Regions from separate parts of the Sus scrofa genome. Here region 2 is linked to region 1. The links are chromatin contacts, called in public Hi-C maps. All regions are on one chromosome and are shown on one strand. The core of a region is the stretch at or near the end of the contact, and the rest is flanking DNA. Distances in the headings are between cores, read along the strand shown. Region 1 overlaps XXYLT1 (xyloside xylosyltransferase 1). Region 2 has its middle 210 kb from the start of FAM43A.

Region 1 (5,660 bases), core at 1,093-3,592:
TAGAAAAAGAAAAAATCATGTCATTTCAACATAGTTGTAGAGGGTACCTGCTGGGACTGGAGGATCCCCCTGGCATGGTACCAGCCCACATCCAGTGCGAAGGGACACACGTGGCCCTGTGAGCCCCGGAAACCATGCTCTGTTCCCAGAGTGCCCCCCCCAACATACATGCACACACGTGTACATGCACACATGTACACACACGTTTCTTCTGCCTTGGGGAAGCTGAGGTTCAATTTCCCAGCTAGTTCTGTGTCCTCTTTTCTTCGGGAAGAGAGAGAAATTTGCAAGGAGGCCATTTCTAACCCCAGCCCTCCTCCATGCCCTGCTAACAACTCACACAGCTATTTAACAAGCAGGGTTTAGGTCTCTCTTAACCGGCAATTAAAATCAGAGCGCAGAGACAGTTTTTAAAGCTTGGTTTCCACCGAAGATAACTTTTCTTTTGTGGGTTTAAAGAAATGAGATGCTTGATTGAAACTATATGCACTCGCATGAATGGTAAAGCCCACTCGGTCTTCCAAACGGAGATGGAGTGTGAGGATCTTTTGCCTGAGGTTTAGAAGGAATGCAAATTCGCATGATTTGTTTCCAAAAAAATTTTTTTTAAGGCTAAAAGGCTAAGACTGCTATGAACTCGGATGACACCTCCTGGTTGAGGCTGTACTGATTGACACCTCACCACACTCCTGAGCCCTTCCCTTAGCATCCACCTTCTGGCGCTTCCATGTTCTCTGTTCTTGTCTTCAAAAGAACAGGAGATGCTGGCAGGTGTGTTTTTATCTGCCCCCGAGGTGGTTCAATCCCCTTTTATCAGAAGAGTGGCAACTTCAAGTTAGAGGCAGCCCCCGGGATGGGTCTCAGAGCTAAGCTGGCTTTGGTGTAAAAATACATATACACATAGACTTGCACGCATGCGCACACACACAAAATGGTCCCTGACATTTACTAAATGCTTTTTAGATGCCAGCCGCTTTTAAAACAACTTATATGAATGATCTCACTTTCTCCTCATGACTTTGTGACGTAGGTGACAACAATCATGGCCAACACGTATGACACAGCGCATGTCAGCATGTTCTAGGTGCTTCACTAACTTGAATTCATTTACTCGTCGTGAGCTTGTGACTTAGGCACTATTATTATCTTCATTTTATAGGTGAGGAACCTGCACCTTACAGACATTAAGGAATTTAGCAAAGCCACTCACCGAGTAAGTGAAGCCTGGGTTCAAAGGCAGGCAGAGCCCCTCTAATGATACCATCCTCACCACACCTCAGGGGACAAACCCCCAAGGAACATCCCACCTAGACAAGCACAGCCCCGAGATCCACGCTGCCCAGTCCTGCCGCCCCCTCCAGGGGCTCCTGGTTCATCGGGGGAGCCCAGATGCAGAAAAGACCCTTACACGGATAAGCTCCCACAGAGCAGTCTGCGTGACCTGAAAGGGCGCTTCAAACCAAATGTTCCAGACAGAGAAAGAGCAGGCTGGTTGAGGGGAATCAAAAAGGGCCCAGGGAAAGAGAGATCAGCAGCAAGGATATGGTACACAGCACAGGGAATTATAGCCATTATCTTGTAATAGCCAATGATGGAGTATAATCTGCAAAAATACTGAATCACTATGCCAGACACCTGAACCTAATATAATATCGTCAATCAGCTGTACTTCGATTTCAAAAAAGAAAGGCCCTGTGGGGAGCACAGCCTCAGCAAAGAATGAGGAGGAAGGACCGAGAGGCCCGGAGCCCAGCATGGGGGCAGCGGAGGGACAGACAGGGTGCTCCAGGGCCTGGAGGTGACAAAGAATGGCGTAGGAGACAAATATTGGGAGTCCACGCATCTGAACCACCTAGAACAGGCAAATTCACAGAGACAGAAAGTGGACTAGAGGGTCCGAGGGGCGGAGGGAAGGGGAGTGAGGAGCTATTGCTTAACCAGTACAGAGTTTCTGTTTGGGGTTATGAAAATATTCCAGAAATAGATAGTGGTGATGGTTGCACAACCCTGAGAATGGAATTAATGCCAATGACTACACAAACGTTAATGTGGCAGATTTTGTTACCGATATTCTCACACACACACACACACACACACACACACACACACGCCCAAACCTTGGCAAGGCCCTGGGAGTTGCCCTCTCACTGGGCTGGGCTGGCCGGTTGCTGAGCCCAGGTGCCAGGGAAGATGCATTCTTTCCCTTCGCATCTGAGCACCGGAGCCCTGGTGTCTGGTGACAGAATTGGCAGGGGATTGTTGCCTGCAGCGTCACTCCTGCCTGTAGCCCCAACACCCGCAGCTCATGGGACCCCACCCTGGGCCTCTCCCTCAGGCTGCCCATCTCCAAGCTGCCTCCAGGCCGTCGGCCCTGCAGGGCGGTGGCTTTCTCTCTCTCACTGCTTCCAGCTCTGCAATCACAATCCATCTGGTTTCCAAAGCTGCAGATGCCAAAGGAAAAGCCGTGGCAGTGGTGGACTGTGTAATTAACGTGGAATGTTCCGAGAGAACAGAGGACACAGGGGACAGAGGTCAGGCTCTCAAACAACACCCGCTTTCTGCTAAAGGAGGACTATTTTTTTTCCTCTCCTTCTCCCTTCCCGGGAGATGAAACAATAAACCGCAGAGAGTTAAAGAGATAAACCTGTTCTATTTCACACGTATGAAGCAGGCCCTGGTGCAGGGGTGGGGATACTAAGGGCAGTAGCTGGACAGACGGTGCTCTGCCCCCATCACCACCCCGCCTTGCGACCACAGAGGCTAGTCTGCATACACACACACACACCGTTGAAGCACCTGTCACCCCAGCAAGGCCACCATTGAACTGTCAGTCTGCATGTGCCAAGTCGTCAGAAGGAAAGTCCATTTAAAAATAATAATAATAAACTGGCCCACAAGCCCCTTTCCCTGTAAAACTAAGCAAAGACAGAACTACAAGATAAAGAATTAAATGCACTAATTATATTTGAAATCCTGTTCAGTATAGAGGCTCTTAAGAAAAAATTGTTTTTCAAGTGTAATATTTGGGATCTGTTTATCACTAGGCTCAGAAAAGGGGGGGCAAAAAAAAGTCTCCCTATCTACACTCAAAAAAACGAAGCCAGATTAAATAAAGTACCATAATAACTGTTCAGAAGAAAAGTCTGGTAGAATCTAGAACTTGCAGGTTCCAGGAGAATTTGGAATGAATCTCCCCATCGCTTTTGCTTCCACTGCTTCATACAACAGGCTATAATCACTCTACAACAAGTGGTCCAGCCCCACTCATCCTCCCTTCCCCGCCTAGCCTATGGACATCTGATGGACAGGTGGACAGGGCTGGTTTCCTACTCATATCTGAATCTTGGGTCAGCAACCGGCTTGGGGTTTTGCTCAGAAAGTGCGACCTGTTCGCATACATGGAAGTGCGTCACAGCTCGGCATCTTGACCAGCCAGATAACAAGACAGCATGATTTGGCTAGGATGGGGTTGGGGTGTGACCCCTCTCCTGGAAGGCAGAGGTCTACAGAGTCGTCTACGTTGACATTAGGGTGACATCACGCCCTCACTGCCTAGAGAAGGAACTGCAGCTCCTCGGCACAACACGTGGACCCCACGATCCAGCCCCTGCCCCACCACATCCTCCTCTGCTCCCCAGCCCTGCCCCGTGTGCACACCCAGCCCGGAGCTGCTGGAGTCCCCGCATGTGCCACCTGCCATGACCACCCGCCGTGCTGCTGTTCCTCTTGGGCACAGCGTCCTTACCCCCCAAGTCTACCAGAGACGTCTCTTCATTCAAACCCAGCCCAGAGGCGGCGTCCTCGGTGTACTTCTCTCCTCCCGCCTCCCAGCCTTGGTCACATCCGTGGCTGTGGTGTCTATAATCACTCTGTGCGCCTCTCTGTCCCATTCAGCTGGGAGTCCTCGGCGCACAGGGCCTGCGTCTTTTTTATATCCGAATCCCCACTGCCTAGCCCAGTGCCTGGCAGGCAGGAAGGACTGTCTCCATTGACTGAAGTGAATTTTTCTAGACGGGGATATTTCACCAACAAAGAGTAAGGACAAAAATCTGCCTTTTCAAAACAGCTGGGCCCCACGCAGCCAAGGCTGGGGCTGGTGTTTGTGAAGGCGTTTGGGAGCTGTTCCAGCCATGCCCAGCCTCGGTAGGGCGGCCACAAAGCACCTCACAGCTCATGACAGTGAGGCCGCAACCAATAAACCTTGTTATCTCAGAGGCTACTGGGCCACTTGCCAGGGCTGTACTACCCTTTTAGAGCCTGGATGTGCACCACCAGACTGAACATAATCTACCTAATTAATTTACAGCACAGAATAAACACAGTCCCCCCCATCCCCCGCCCTCACCCATTGGGATAAACCCACAGTGTCTCCCTGGCAGGTTAGCATCTACGCACCAAGGGCATCGCCATGGTGAAACAGGTCAACACAGCTCCTTTTGCAAAAACCACTCCCTCCCCTCTTTTATGAATTTCTCTAGAAATACACGCAATTTTCATTTGCTTTAAGTAAATATTTACAAACATTCATTAGCCCGAGGGATTTTTTTGTACACTATACATTTCAGTGAGATGTGGCTAAAACAGGGTGGTTCCGCATGTTTCTCTGATTAACATGTTTTGAATGAAAATGAGAGCACCTGGCCCTTAATTAAGATGAAGTAGATGAAACTGGGACGTGTCAGAAAGGATGCCTGGCAGGTCTGGTTTTTCCAAGAGTGAAGTTAGAATGTTTTCCAAGAGTGAAGCTAGAATGTTTTCTGATTTAGCTACTTTTTATATCTCTAAGAGTGAAATGTCGGTGCCTGATGGGGAGGACAGGGGCTGAAGGTAGTGACCATTGGTGCCCCAGGCAGCAGACGAAGGTAAGGCTGGAAATCCTACACGGAAATGGTGACTTGCTCAGGACCAGAGACTGGGATTCGGGGCCATGAGACTGGGCCTCTTAATGCCAGCCATCTGGTGGCAAGAAAAAAAGAAGGGCAGAAACGCATCTCCATGTAGCAGCGTACTCCTCACTTCTGGAGTGATAAGTCATCCATGCTCAGGGCCCAGAAAGAATCAATCTAGGTAAGGCAGAGGGGTTCGATTTTAAAAGGAAAATGTTATTTGCCTTTCAAAGCCTTTTAAAGGTTATTGCCGTTCACCATCTCTGCACTTTTACCTACTCAGATAATTGTGGGAAGAGGTGATGCCCTGTGGTCTAGACCTCTGGGATCCAGCAAGGGGCAAGCTGCTAGGCAAGAGAATTGTGACTCAGGGCCTGGGACACTAGAACAAAAAATGACAGAAACAATGCAGTCCTCTCAAGTGAGCAATCCAAATGGCAGCCTTTGACCTCATGGAATAAAAGAGAACCCCTGTGGTCTCTCAGAAGACAACAGGAGTGGGGGTCATGCCTCTGATTGCTGAGCAGGGCTAGGACCCGCCTATCGCACTTCCCGTTCCTGCCAAACCATATGCTGGGTGGGACACCCCGTCCCAACAAGGGCACAGGAGTACCACGCTCTAATGGGTCATAGCTTCATGTCTGTTGTGTGGAATTCTGAACACAATCGCCTATAAAAACTGTCTCCGAGAGTTCCCACTGTGGCTTAGCAATAATGAACCCAACTAGCGCCCACGAGGATGTGGGTTCGATCCCTGGCCTCACTCAGTGGGTT
Region 2 (5,660 bases), core at 1,140-3,639, 220 kb before region 1:
ATTAAGGAGTGAAGAATTGTGGTGTCTGCAATATACTCTCACAACCTGAAAGCTATATACATATGCACACTTACACATTTTGGTTTTTGGTTGCACCTGCAGCGTGCAGAAAATTCCAGTCCAGGGATTGAACCCGGGCCACAGCAGCAACCAGAGTCACAGCAGTAACGATGCCAACCCACTGAGCCAGCAAGGAACACCCCATACATATTTTAATATATAAATGAATGTGTGTGTGTGCAGAGAGACAGAGATAAAATTAGGCAAAACATTAAAGCTGGTGAATCTAGTTGAAGGATATATATGTGTTCACTGTGCTAGTCTTAGTCTTCTTTTACTGAAGTATTACAGAAAAGTACACAGATCATAAGTGTATGGCATTGTACTGTTCTTGAAAATTTTCTGTAGGACTGAGAATCTTAAAACAAGATGTTAGGGGAAAAATATAGCAATCAGAACAGTTTATTTGAATTCAAAATAATTATATACACTATTTAAAAATTAGATTATATATACTCTGAATTAGTCCCACATGCTTAAGTGGGCAGATCCCAAAACTACTATTATTACTACCAGGTGTCTTCTCTACTTGGGGCAGACGTCTCAGGTGGAAGTAGACTTCTTAGGAATACATGTTGAGACTTCCTAGTTCCTGCCTCAAGTCTCAAGCTCTCTAGCAAATGACACAATTAAATATCACAGCCTCCTTGTGTCTTGCAAAACCTTTGTACCATGGACATATAATTCAACTTGGCAGTAGGGAGGGGTTAAACCTAGAATTATTCACAGATGTGGAGATTTCATCCCACTGCCCTCCTCTAGGAAGGGGCTGGTAAACTTGGAGAGTCAAGGAATCTCCTGGGAGGAAGAGCCCCAAAGCATCCTTGACTTCATCCTTTGGAAGAGCCACATGTTTATAAACTTGGCCTGAGCTGATTGGGTCTGGGACCAGCTAGCAGGAAAGAACCGAGTAGCTCTATCCCCTTTTTTCCAACCTCCTCCTGGGCGGGAAACTTGGGTGTAGGGTTGGGAAAGCAATGGATCCTTGCTCTCCCCTAGGTGTAGAGACTCCATCCCCCTCCCAGCACCTTTTCATTGGTGGTGGGCATGTAAGCCTGGGGAGGAGCAGAGGGATCTTCTCAGGCAGAACCCTGGTGGTTTGTCCTTCTTTCTACTCTGAAAGCACTTGAGAATTCCTGGTTGTTACCAGGAAAGGGACAGGACTTCCCGTGAATTTGGCTGTGGGGGTGGCAACAGTGGTTGGCAGGAACATTGCGAACAGATGTAGTCATATTTGTCTTCTAAGCTAGTAAAGCAAGTTTGGTGCAGCAGGCAGTCAAGAGCATTTTCAAAGTCAAAAAAATGTTAACAACCTATCCCTCATCCGCAAAACATACATCCAAACAAGGACACTTGCCCTTCTCTCCTCCACTCCCCGCCCCCCAGGGGGAGGGGCAGGCAAACTGCTGAGCAGGGCAGGCCAGACCTACGTAGGTGCATCTCAGAGATCTCTAAGCCTTGGTCTGGTCACTTGGCCTCTTCCCAGGACATTCCCTTCCTCTGCCTTTACTTCCCCTCAGTGAAGTCATACTAGAGCTCCACACAGCACAGGAAGCTTTGGTTCTAAAAAACATTTCTTTTTCTGGCTTTGAATAAGCCTGAACCCTCTCAAAGTGATCCAAGAGTAAGGATTATTCATTTCCCTGAATTGACTGGATTTTGCAATAGGTCTCTGATCCAGGGCGCGTGTTTTAAGTGAAATCACACATACCCAAAGTATGTTTGTGTAGCTCAGTTTTATCTGGAAAATGACTGCTACACAAGGATTGTGTGTGTGTGTGTGTGTGTGTGTGTGTGTGTGAGAGTAGTGAAGCATTTGGAGCTCCGTAGCCCAGCAATATGACTTATACTTTCAACTTTGTTATTTTAATTATTTATTTTCATCATCTTTACTGTGATACATATAAAACTATTCCAACAAAGAAGAGGCTCCAACAGACCATCCTAAATAAAGAAAAGTGAGGCATTTGACTAATGGAATTTGACTCTATTGCCAAAAACCGTCTATTGGTACTGACTGGTTTGGTGTTTATTATGGGAAGAACATCAACCAAAAGTAAAATGTTGGAAAATTTATCCATATGGTTAGCAGCCAAATAGCACAAGAGGCACTGGTTTCTCCTGCCCTGCTGCTAGCATCATGGTTTCATTTTAGGACCAGGCACAGTATCTAGAAATAAATGCCAACGCCCTGCTTGATGTTTTGCTTTAAGGTTGGCACTGTAATCACAGGATTAGTTCCAAAGTCAGTCCCTTTTCCTAAGAACACCTCCTACATTTCAACAGCCCGTCTCAGTGCACTGCACCTGTGGAGAGAAAGCCACAGCCAAAATCTCTTGGTGGCAGAGAAAAGTACCCAGAGTTGGTTGTGTCGAAATCAGGAAAGCTCTCTGGTGTGAATAAGACTCATTTGCAGATAGACCAACAACAAATGCAACATCCTTTTTCTACAGCGACATGGAAAATGACTCCATTAAAATACTGTATTTCACATTCTCGAAATAATTGAGCTTCCTGACAGGCATTCTTCTCGGAGCTGGAGAGGAAGCTTGACTCAGCCCTGCTTTGTGGATGCAGAAAGTCCTGGGGCACATGCCAAAGACAGGAATGGCTTATGCAAGAGAGCTGGGTGCAGTCCCAGCCCCCTCTCCCCAGCTGAGGGCACAAGGGGAGGGGGCAGAGAGGAAAAGAGTGGGAAAAGTTGGACAAGGACTAATTGGATGCCAAGGTCATTGCTCTGATTCAATCATTCCTTCCTGGAAAGAGAGCATTTTTGTGCTTAACCTCATGGCCTCAAATTTCCAGGATGTTGCTGGCTCTCTGGATTTCTCCGGGGCTTGCTTATTTACCAGGTTTCTAGGCCTAGGGACAGAAGGATGTGAGAGGAAATTACTCAAGAGAGACACAAAGGCAAAGCAAAAGGCTTCTAGAACTCTGCTCACACCCATCTTCTCATGGAAATTATAATTGACTATGCAGATGCCATATTTTTATTACCTACTATAGCTTAAACATATATTTCATGAAGTTTCAGACTATTTTCCCCCCAAAAGAATGTCATTTGGAGAATGCTCAAACTGATAAGTAAAAGAGAAGAAAGTAAATTTAAAACTTCTAGAACACTTAATTTAACTTTTTGCAAGCCCATCTCTGAATATGCCCAAATGTGTGCAAGATTGTTCTGAAGTTTCTCAAAAGAGGGAGGACAAAGTCTCTGTAAGGCATCTTGCACCGTCTTCTCCTACTCAATGTTGGATTTATCTGATAGAGTCAGCCTATGTTTAATGCCATGCATTGCTATTAGTTGGCACATGGTCAGGGATCCATGAACAGATGCATATGAGGACAGCAATGGGCAAGTGATTTGGGGACCAGGGAACTGGAAGACCTCTAATGTGTACTTGAAAAAACTGGATCCGAGTGAGGTCTCAGAGCAAGAAGATGCTGTCTGGTGAGAAGCCTTTCAAAAAGGAAGACCCAATCAATCTTTGAAGATCTCCCCTGTGGACAAAGGGGCAATTTGTACTCTGTGGCCCTAAGGTAGCACTCAAAGGGAAACAGGGCTTAGTTCTTTCTATCAGGTGTCTCAGGAGGTAGTGAAGCCTCTGACCTTGGCATACATCTAGCCAACACTAAATGGCTATTGTGGGAAAGATGTGGAAGAGGCTGTTGCATCATGTAGGTGCCAGAACCAGACCAGAGAGTCTACAGTAAGTATTGACTCAGAGAAAGGCAGGACGATGAAGAGATAGTTCCCCAAGGAAGGAAGTTATCTGGTATCAGCATTTCAAGTTCCCAGCAGAGGCTCATTTTGAAAAAGTCAGAGCACAAGACAACTTATTCATTCTTGTGCTCCTTCCTAGAGAGTGGCAGTGTTTAACAAAGGATGAATGAATGAATATCTATTTGGTCTGTAAGGAGGATGGCAGGGTACAATGTAATCCAAGCATAGAGGATAAGCAGAGGAGTAGTGGAAGGCGCCTAGTTAAGTTTCTCAGGGCAAGATCATGAAGAATCTCTAATTCCAGGTAGAAGAACTTGCACCTCATATGGCAAACTAGCACATGCCCCAGTCAAAGTCTAGGAAGTGGTCAGCTCTTATTCCCCAGTCTCCTCAGCTGACGCCTCAGGTATCTTCCTGCCCACACCCCAAATCTCCCCATCTCACACTCTAAACCTTCCAAGGTCATAGTCCCAATATTGCCTAGCTCAGAATGGTTGTGAACTACTTCTGTGGAGACGTTTCAAGATTTAATCCTTGCTGGAATCAATTGATCAGCATCATTGTCCATCTACTCTCTCTAAAACTGTGGCAGACATGGCAAACATCACCCAAAATTTATGTTCCCCTTCTAGAGTATAGAATGGTTGCTACAAAGCAAATATAGTCTCTGTTAGATGATATTTCTCAGTCTCCCTTGCATCTGAGCAGACGATGTGACTAACTGTCATCAACAAGTTGAAAATAGAATGAACATATTTGACTTCTGCATGGTTATGGTTAAGAAGGGTGTTTTCTCTGTGGTCTCATTAATCATCTGCCAGCTGAATGAAGAAGCTCTAGCAGAAAGAAGAGTTCAAGGTAGAAAAAGCCAGGATCATGGAAGGCTGCCCAGCAATGCCTCTCTCTATTGGACTATGAATGTCTTTGCACTAAGGCTCTGCAATGTTGAGGCTGTTGATCACAGGAGTTACATTATACCGATGCACATGGAGACTCAGGTGGAATCACTTAGAGCCTCAAGCATGGACTCAGGATCGAGAGGCATCTAAAAGTGCCTGGCACAAAGAAGGATCTTGATACATGCTTTGGTGAATGAATACTTCAGAATTCTCCGGGTTCTCTACACTTTGGAAGAGGATCTGAGTAAGAGGCATGTATTCTGTTCTGAGCGTTCAGGCATCTAAGTAGACCCTAATTTTGGAGAAGGGTGTGATGAGGAAGGCTAAGTGTAAATGGGCACAGATACAGGAATCTGGGGCACAAAATTTCCCAAGTACAATTTTGCAAGAGCCTTGGTCCTTCCTGAGCCTCCTCCCTTTGCCAAAAACTCCGGCTGCCTCACTATCTGCCACTTTCAGAGCCCATTTCCCTCCACAAACACTTAGTGATGCTCACTTCATGGCAAGGATGGAGAGTACCATCAATAACTAGACATAGCCTCTGACCCAAGGAATATGCTGATGAGGGAGGAGCAGGAACCTAAAGCTCCAGAGGGGCTGAGACCACTGAGTTGTGCTGAGAAGCTGAAAAGAATATTACCCCTGCCCTACAAACAGCAAAAAGCCAGCCAAACCTCAAAATTATAACTTTTCTTGAACCCATCAAAGAGCTGAGATTTCAGGGGAACCATGTAGCCTGAAATTGAAGAAAAGATGGGGACTTCAGAGAAGAGATGTTTAATGGACCTTGGTGCATCCGAGGTATATCATGGGAGGAAGACATACCAGGTGTGAGAATTCTGCTCAAATTGCAAGTAACTTACTGGAGATTGAGCATGGGCTAGCATGGGCATTGTGGGTCCAAGAACAACTACAAACACAAGAGGAGTTCCCATCTAGATTCTTCTCCAAGACCCTGCATCAGGTGCTCTCAAGAA

The links. Hi-C and Micro-C count contacts between places; a contact is called where the count stands out from the background.
Region 2: a Hi-C map of liver shows a contact between it and region 1, with 2.6 times the contacts expected there. The contact joins two enhancer-like sites. A contact is called at or near these places in 3 of 47 Hi-C or Micro-C datasets (embryonic fibroblasts, fibroblasts and liver).

What each region holds. Positions count from the first base shown.
Region 1 is chr13:132,091,314-132,096,973 of Sscrofa11.1, forward strand. All of the region lies in intron 3 of XXYLT1 (xyloside xylosyltransferase 1), which reads right to left. Among named protein-coding and RNA genes, the nearest start is that of XXYLT1, 180 kb to the right of the region's middle. Within about 2 kb of position 2,343, at least 19 of the 83 cell types and tissues checked have an H3K27ac peak or open chromatin away from gene starts, as enhancers often do. A contact at or near this core is called in liver, where this site is marked.
Region 2 is chr13:131,873,627-131,879,286 of Sscrofa11.1, forward strand. No RefSeq gene overlaps it. Among named protein-coding and RNA genes, the nearest start is that of FAM43A, 210 kb to the left of the region's middle. Within about 2 kb of position 2,390, at least 17 of the 83 cell types and tissues checked have an H3K27ac peak or open chromatin away from gene starts, as enhancers often do. A contact at or near this core is called in liver, where this site is marked.